2 separate regions of the Sus scrofa genome follow, and region 1 is linked to region 2. The links are chromatin contacts, called in public Hi-C maps. All regions are on one chromosome and are shown on one strand. The core of a region is the stretch at or near the end of the contact, and the rest is flanking DNA. Distances in the headings are between cores, read along the strand shown.

Region 1 (2,700 bases), core at 41-2,540, 130 kb after region 2:
TACAATCCTTTGGGGCAGGGAGACGCTGCCTTGAACATCTATTGTCCCACTTACTTTGATTTTGCATTTGACCCCCCCCCATTGATCCCTCTCTGTTCTTATCCATCTAAATGAAAGAAGGCTTTATCCCCATAAACCTCCTTCCAGATGGAAATGCATAATTCAAGAGAAATACTGATGTCAAAGACGAGAAGGCACACCAATTTGTGTCAGCAGTTGGTGTAAATTAAAGAGGAGTACAAGGAGAGTTTAATGTAATGTAGAATTGAAAATAAAATTAGAACCAATATTTAAGCCAGCCTCTACCTCTTTTTTTCCCCTACCGTGACATGAAGGATTGACTCCCCGCTTCAGTACCTAATGTGGTTCAGTTTTCTTTCCTGCTAGAATGTTTTTCCCCCATAAGATATTGCATGTTTATCTTTGGCATTCAAAATGAGCTCTTTGCATTTCTGCCATTCCAATCTCAACGGAAGAGTCAGGGTGGCAAGAGGCAAAGTTTTCCCCTCATCTTCCACAACCATCGGGTTTGCAGCATAGAAAGGACTCTGCGCTACCAGCCTGTTGAGTTGCGGCTGCCGCAAACAGCGATTAATTCTTGATATTGATTCTCTCTAATGTGGGTGTCATTTCCATGGTTTCTTTGGTTTTTCTGAAGCTGGAAAATAAAAGGTTGATAAGGAACGTCTCAGGCATGTAGGACTGTGTGAGGTTTTCCTAAACGCTTAAGAGAAGAATTCTTTAGCACGCATCCAGAGAGGTTAGTCCGGTCAAAATGCCATTACTCAGCAGCTTTCTGGCGCTCTGCGTTCAGACTTCCCTCAGAGCCGGTATTGTTCTTTACGGTTGCGCATTGTTTTTGGCCACTGGTGGAATGCCCTAGCTTGATTCCCCCACCTTAATCACTAGACGTGGATTTAAATGATTCACTCTTTCCAGAAATAAATTCCTTGGGATAGTCATTCTCAGGGTGTGGTCCTCGGAACCCACTAGAAACAGGAACCCACTAGAAACACGCACCGTGGGCCCGCCCCAGATTTCCTGGATCAGAACCTTTGGGGTCGGGGCCCAGAATCTGCATTTTCACAAGCCCTCCAGGCAATTCTGACGCACACTCTAGGTTGAGACTGACTTAGAAGATGACATATTGCCTCCGTTGAGGATATTCAAAGATGTGCTGCCGGGTTTTAAAGAACGACTTTCTTTTTGAGCCAAGTCGGTGTTCACGTGTGGCCTCCCTCCAGGGGGCTGCTGTCACAGAGACTGGCCTTCCACTGAGACAGCCCAGTACTGCCACCTAGCCAGCTGACCCTGAGCAAGTTCTCATACTCGCTTTCTCATCTGGAAAATGAAAGACCCGCTCTGCTTACCACACAAAACTGGAAGGAGATTCAAAGTGAATCACGTCTACAAATATGCTCTATAAACCAGAAAGTCCTATGAAAAGTGAAAGTGGTGTCATGCAGGCAGGATGCTGGTAGTCTGAGCTTTATGTCGGGGCCAAGAACTTAGGAAAGGCCTGGATTTATCATTCCCTTGGCCAGATCCACCTTATTGTCTATATAATGACTGATTCATCACCTTGGTGAATGTATCTAAAATCCTGCCATTCTGTTGCTGTGGCTGTGCTGCAGGCCAGCAGCTGTAGCTCCGATTAGACCCCTAGCCTGGGAACTTCCATATGCTGCAGGTGCAGCCCTAAAAAGCAAAAAAAAAAAAAAAAAAAAGAAAGAAAGAAAAGAAATGTATAAACATAAATATTTTAAAAAATGAAATAAAATCCTGCCATTTCAGCCCACCCATGTATTTGGTGTTCAGAAGACCACTGCCTGACTAGTGACCACTAGAGACTTGAAAAATAGATTCATTTTCAGACATGTTCTCTTCAATGGAAAGCTGAGTGATGGTCACAAAGGATGGACCGTGGGTGTGGGCACTACACTCTCATGCCCAGAACTTGTCTCACGCTGGCAGTGAAAGGGTCTGCACCTCCTCACTTCAGCCTTGTGCCAGGGAGTCATGACCTCAGGAAGGAAGCGAAGTGTCCATTGCCGCATAACTAGTCATTGCAGAGAGGACCAAAAAGAAAATCCCTCGAGCAAATCCGATCGATGGAAACCAAGATTTTAAAACAGACCAGTCAGTGTGTCTGTGCGTGAGAAGAATGTGGTTGGACTTTTCCCTTGGAGGTTAGGGTTAGCCTTTATAAACAACTTTGCCATAGGAATTCTTAAACACCAAGCTGCCGGTGCATGTATAATTTAACTTTAAAACTTTACAGACTGTTGAGGGAACATATCTGGGCAGGAAGGAAGCTAAATCTGTTGCCTTGGTGCTTATTGGGAATGCAGTGTTAGTACCACAGAACGGTTCCCACTGGGCCGACATCAACGTCACTTCTCACACAAAACGGCAGCTAAAACCCAGAGATTCGATATGAATCTCATGGGTAAATTGTGACTAAATTATTGGTTAATTATGGGAAAATAAGCTGTTGGTTAATTATGAAATTAGAATAGAAGGAGTTCCTGTCGTGGCTCAGCGGAAATGAATCTGACTGGCATCCATGAGGTCACAGGTTCAAACCCTGGCCTCGCTCAGTGGGTTAAGGATCCAGCCTTGCCATGAGCTGTGGTGTAGTTTGCAGATGTGGCTGGGATCTGGGATTGCTGTGGCTGTGGTGTAGGCCGGAGGCTACAG
Region 2 (2,700 bases), core at 57-2,556:
TTAAGATTTTTCCATACAAGACATAATCTTTCAGTGCTCTGGTTTCGCTCATCTAATAAACAGACAATTCCTGATCAGCTACTATGCGGGTCACACAGACCTCGGGGATCACAGGGCCTCTGCCTCTAGGGTTGAACATAGGTTTATTTCCAGGACTACAGATTTGACTGCATAGAAACAATCTGGATAACAAGGTCTCCTCTGTCTTGAAATCCAAGTCTCTTTCTTCATGCTGTCCTTAGTGGGTCACCAGGATGTGGGCTGTTTCCATGATGACATGGCCTGATGTCCATAAATCTGACATAAAATCCGCCTTCAGAAAGTTCGCTTTTTTTTTTTTTTTTTTTTTTTTTTCATCTTAAGAACCAGGACACAAAAGAAACCAAGAGCTACGCTAATGATGTTGAACCCTACGGATGAAAAAGAAAGATGCAAAGAAGAAGAGTCAGAAGTAGAAATGAAATGATGTGCCAGACAGACGGTCCCAGGTACCATTCGCAGGAACTCACACATGGGTTTGCATTCTCTTTAGCAACAGGTTTTCCTCGTACATGAACTGGGCTAAAGGTAACTCCTATTCTACAGGAATACAATCAGGTTGCCAAAATGTGACCTCTGAGTCATAAAGAAGGAAGAAAACCGTTCTTTTCTAAATCCCACGACATAGTTCACCCACTCTGGATGACAAATTACAACAACTAAAGGGCTAATTATCTTTAAAAAGTGAAGAAATGTGCTTGATTTATCTCTGGGTTCCAAAGAGTGAAAACCCAAGGCAAAACCTGAAGGTATATCCGAGGTGAACAGTCTTAATGGATGCTCGTAACAGGAATTTAAAATTCCCGCCATCAAGGGAAAGAAACCTGGAGACCTGACTCTGAAGACTTAAGCACGATGTCCTTTGCAACAGGGGAAAAACTTCCACCGATGCATGTACCTGTGTTAGGGGAAAACCAGCCACGGTTCATAAATCATGTCAAAGATCACTGCAGTTTTTGCCCTAGACCAACCCAATGGCAAGGGTCGTTTCAAAGCGCACCCAGCACTTTCGGAACTTGCCGAAGTTTGAAGATTTTTGTTCTTTCAAAGGAAGACAGCAAGGATGAATAACAATGGTGTACTTCCTGGCCATAGGAAGAGGGAGACAGGAGCTCTCCAGCTGCGCTTCCTAGAGAAGTCTGCCAGCTGCCTTCTGCAAACTGAGATCAAAATTGCCAAGAATTTACAGGACAGCAGTTATGATAGATGACCTAAAATACTGATCTGTTGCAAAGAGGATGTAGTGCAAACCACACAGGAACCGACAGGAAATCAGCCCTTGGGCTGGCACTTACACATTTGAGAAGGCTAAGAATCCTGGACCTTTGACAGTCAAATTTCATCATCTTCCTCTGTAGCTAGAGTTACCCTTCAGAGGGAAACAGTCAGAAGGATCGTACATGAAGCTTGTCGGTGCCAACTCGAATTTAACAACACTGCCCCCTGCTTGAATGTGCTTTCCTCACGTGTCAAAAGTCCACCCAAGGTCCTAGACGGCACTTACTTGACCAAACATCACATGTTTGCTGGCACGCACCTTTTTTTTCTCAGCCGTGAGCCCACTGAATGCCATAAATGATTCACAGGCTGTGATGATGGTAAGAAGAAAAACTAATATTTGGAGTTCACCAAATAATGAGTCATACTCCTGGAAGAAAAGAAATCCTTGTAATTGGCAGCCCTATAAGGCGAAATTTTAAAAATTGTTTTTAACATTAATATTCATTCCATAAAAGTTGGCAAAAAGAAAGCAATGGGGAAGCATGTGATATCTGGTTTGCTTATGCCTTATAAAAGTCCAGTTCACGCTCCAAGAAAAAGAGTGAGTAGGATATCTTTTACCTATTCCTAGACTTGCCTTCTGGATTCACTGCTGCCAAGTCACTCATGCTCCCACACAACACTTTCCCTACTAATGCTGACCCTTAAAAATCAAAAGGGAGCTGTGCCTTCTTGGCACCCAAATGCCAAAATGGAATCTTTTAGTATTTCACCTTCATAAAGGGAATGTTTGAAAACAGGCCCCTTTGGCTGTGACATCAGTGAGTTACTGAGGCCTCCAAGGGCCGGAGGAAACGTTCCCAGCCCCTCGCCGTGCTGTCGTACTCCTACGGAGCAATCTGGCAATGGCCAGGGACCAAGTCTTTAAAGCTGTTTTATGGTATTTAACATATGGTCATAAATTGCTCAGTGCTCTAAAGAGGGGCTAAATTTGCCACCCCTATTGATGAGAAATGTTCTTATTTATTTAAATTTAGTGGCAAACTGGCACGTCTCCAGAGGGAGAGGTTTGGGCGTCAGTACAAAGGAAGAACTAACTAGAGATGGAGCTGGAACTTTTCGATACGCTGAAGGCAACCACATCAACGGAGGTTGACAGCACCGCTGTCCAACAGGGTTGGCCATACAGGACGACGATAATAGGAAAAGAGTCTAATTTCTAAGGCCCCAGGAGGAAGGGAAACATACATTTTATTCGGACCGTGTGAACATTTTTTTTTTTTTTAGTTCCTTTCTCTTTCTCTTCAAGGTAACTCTCTCCTCCCTTGTCCCTCTTGATCTTCCCCACAAGTGAGAGGTATCTGGTCTTCCTCTGAAACCTCGTATCTATAAAACTCCCTGGAACTTCCTGAATCCTGGAGCATTCATCCTCCTATTTTG

Evidence for each region. Hi-C and Micro-C count contacts between places; a contact is called where the count stands out from the background.
Region 1: a contact with region 2 is called in a Hi-C map of embryonic fibroblasts, with 1.9 times the contacts expected there. A contact is called at or near these places in 3 of 47 Hi-C or Micro-C datasets (embryonic fibroblasts and mesenchymal stem cells).

Annotation. Positions count from the first base shown.
Region 1 is chr3:111,403,366-111,406,065 of Sscrofa11.1, forward strand. All of the region lies in intron 7 of RBKS (ribokinase), which reads left to right. Among named protein-coding and RNA genes, the nearest start is that of TRNAE-UUC, 9.4 kb to the right of the region's middle.
Region 2 is chr3:111,270,520-111,273,219 of Sscrofa11.1, forward strand. The region is part of intron 3 of BABAM2 (BRCA1-A complex subunit BRE); the gene reads right to left. Among named protein-coding and RNA genes, the nearest start is that of BABAM2, 57 kb to the right of the region's middle.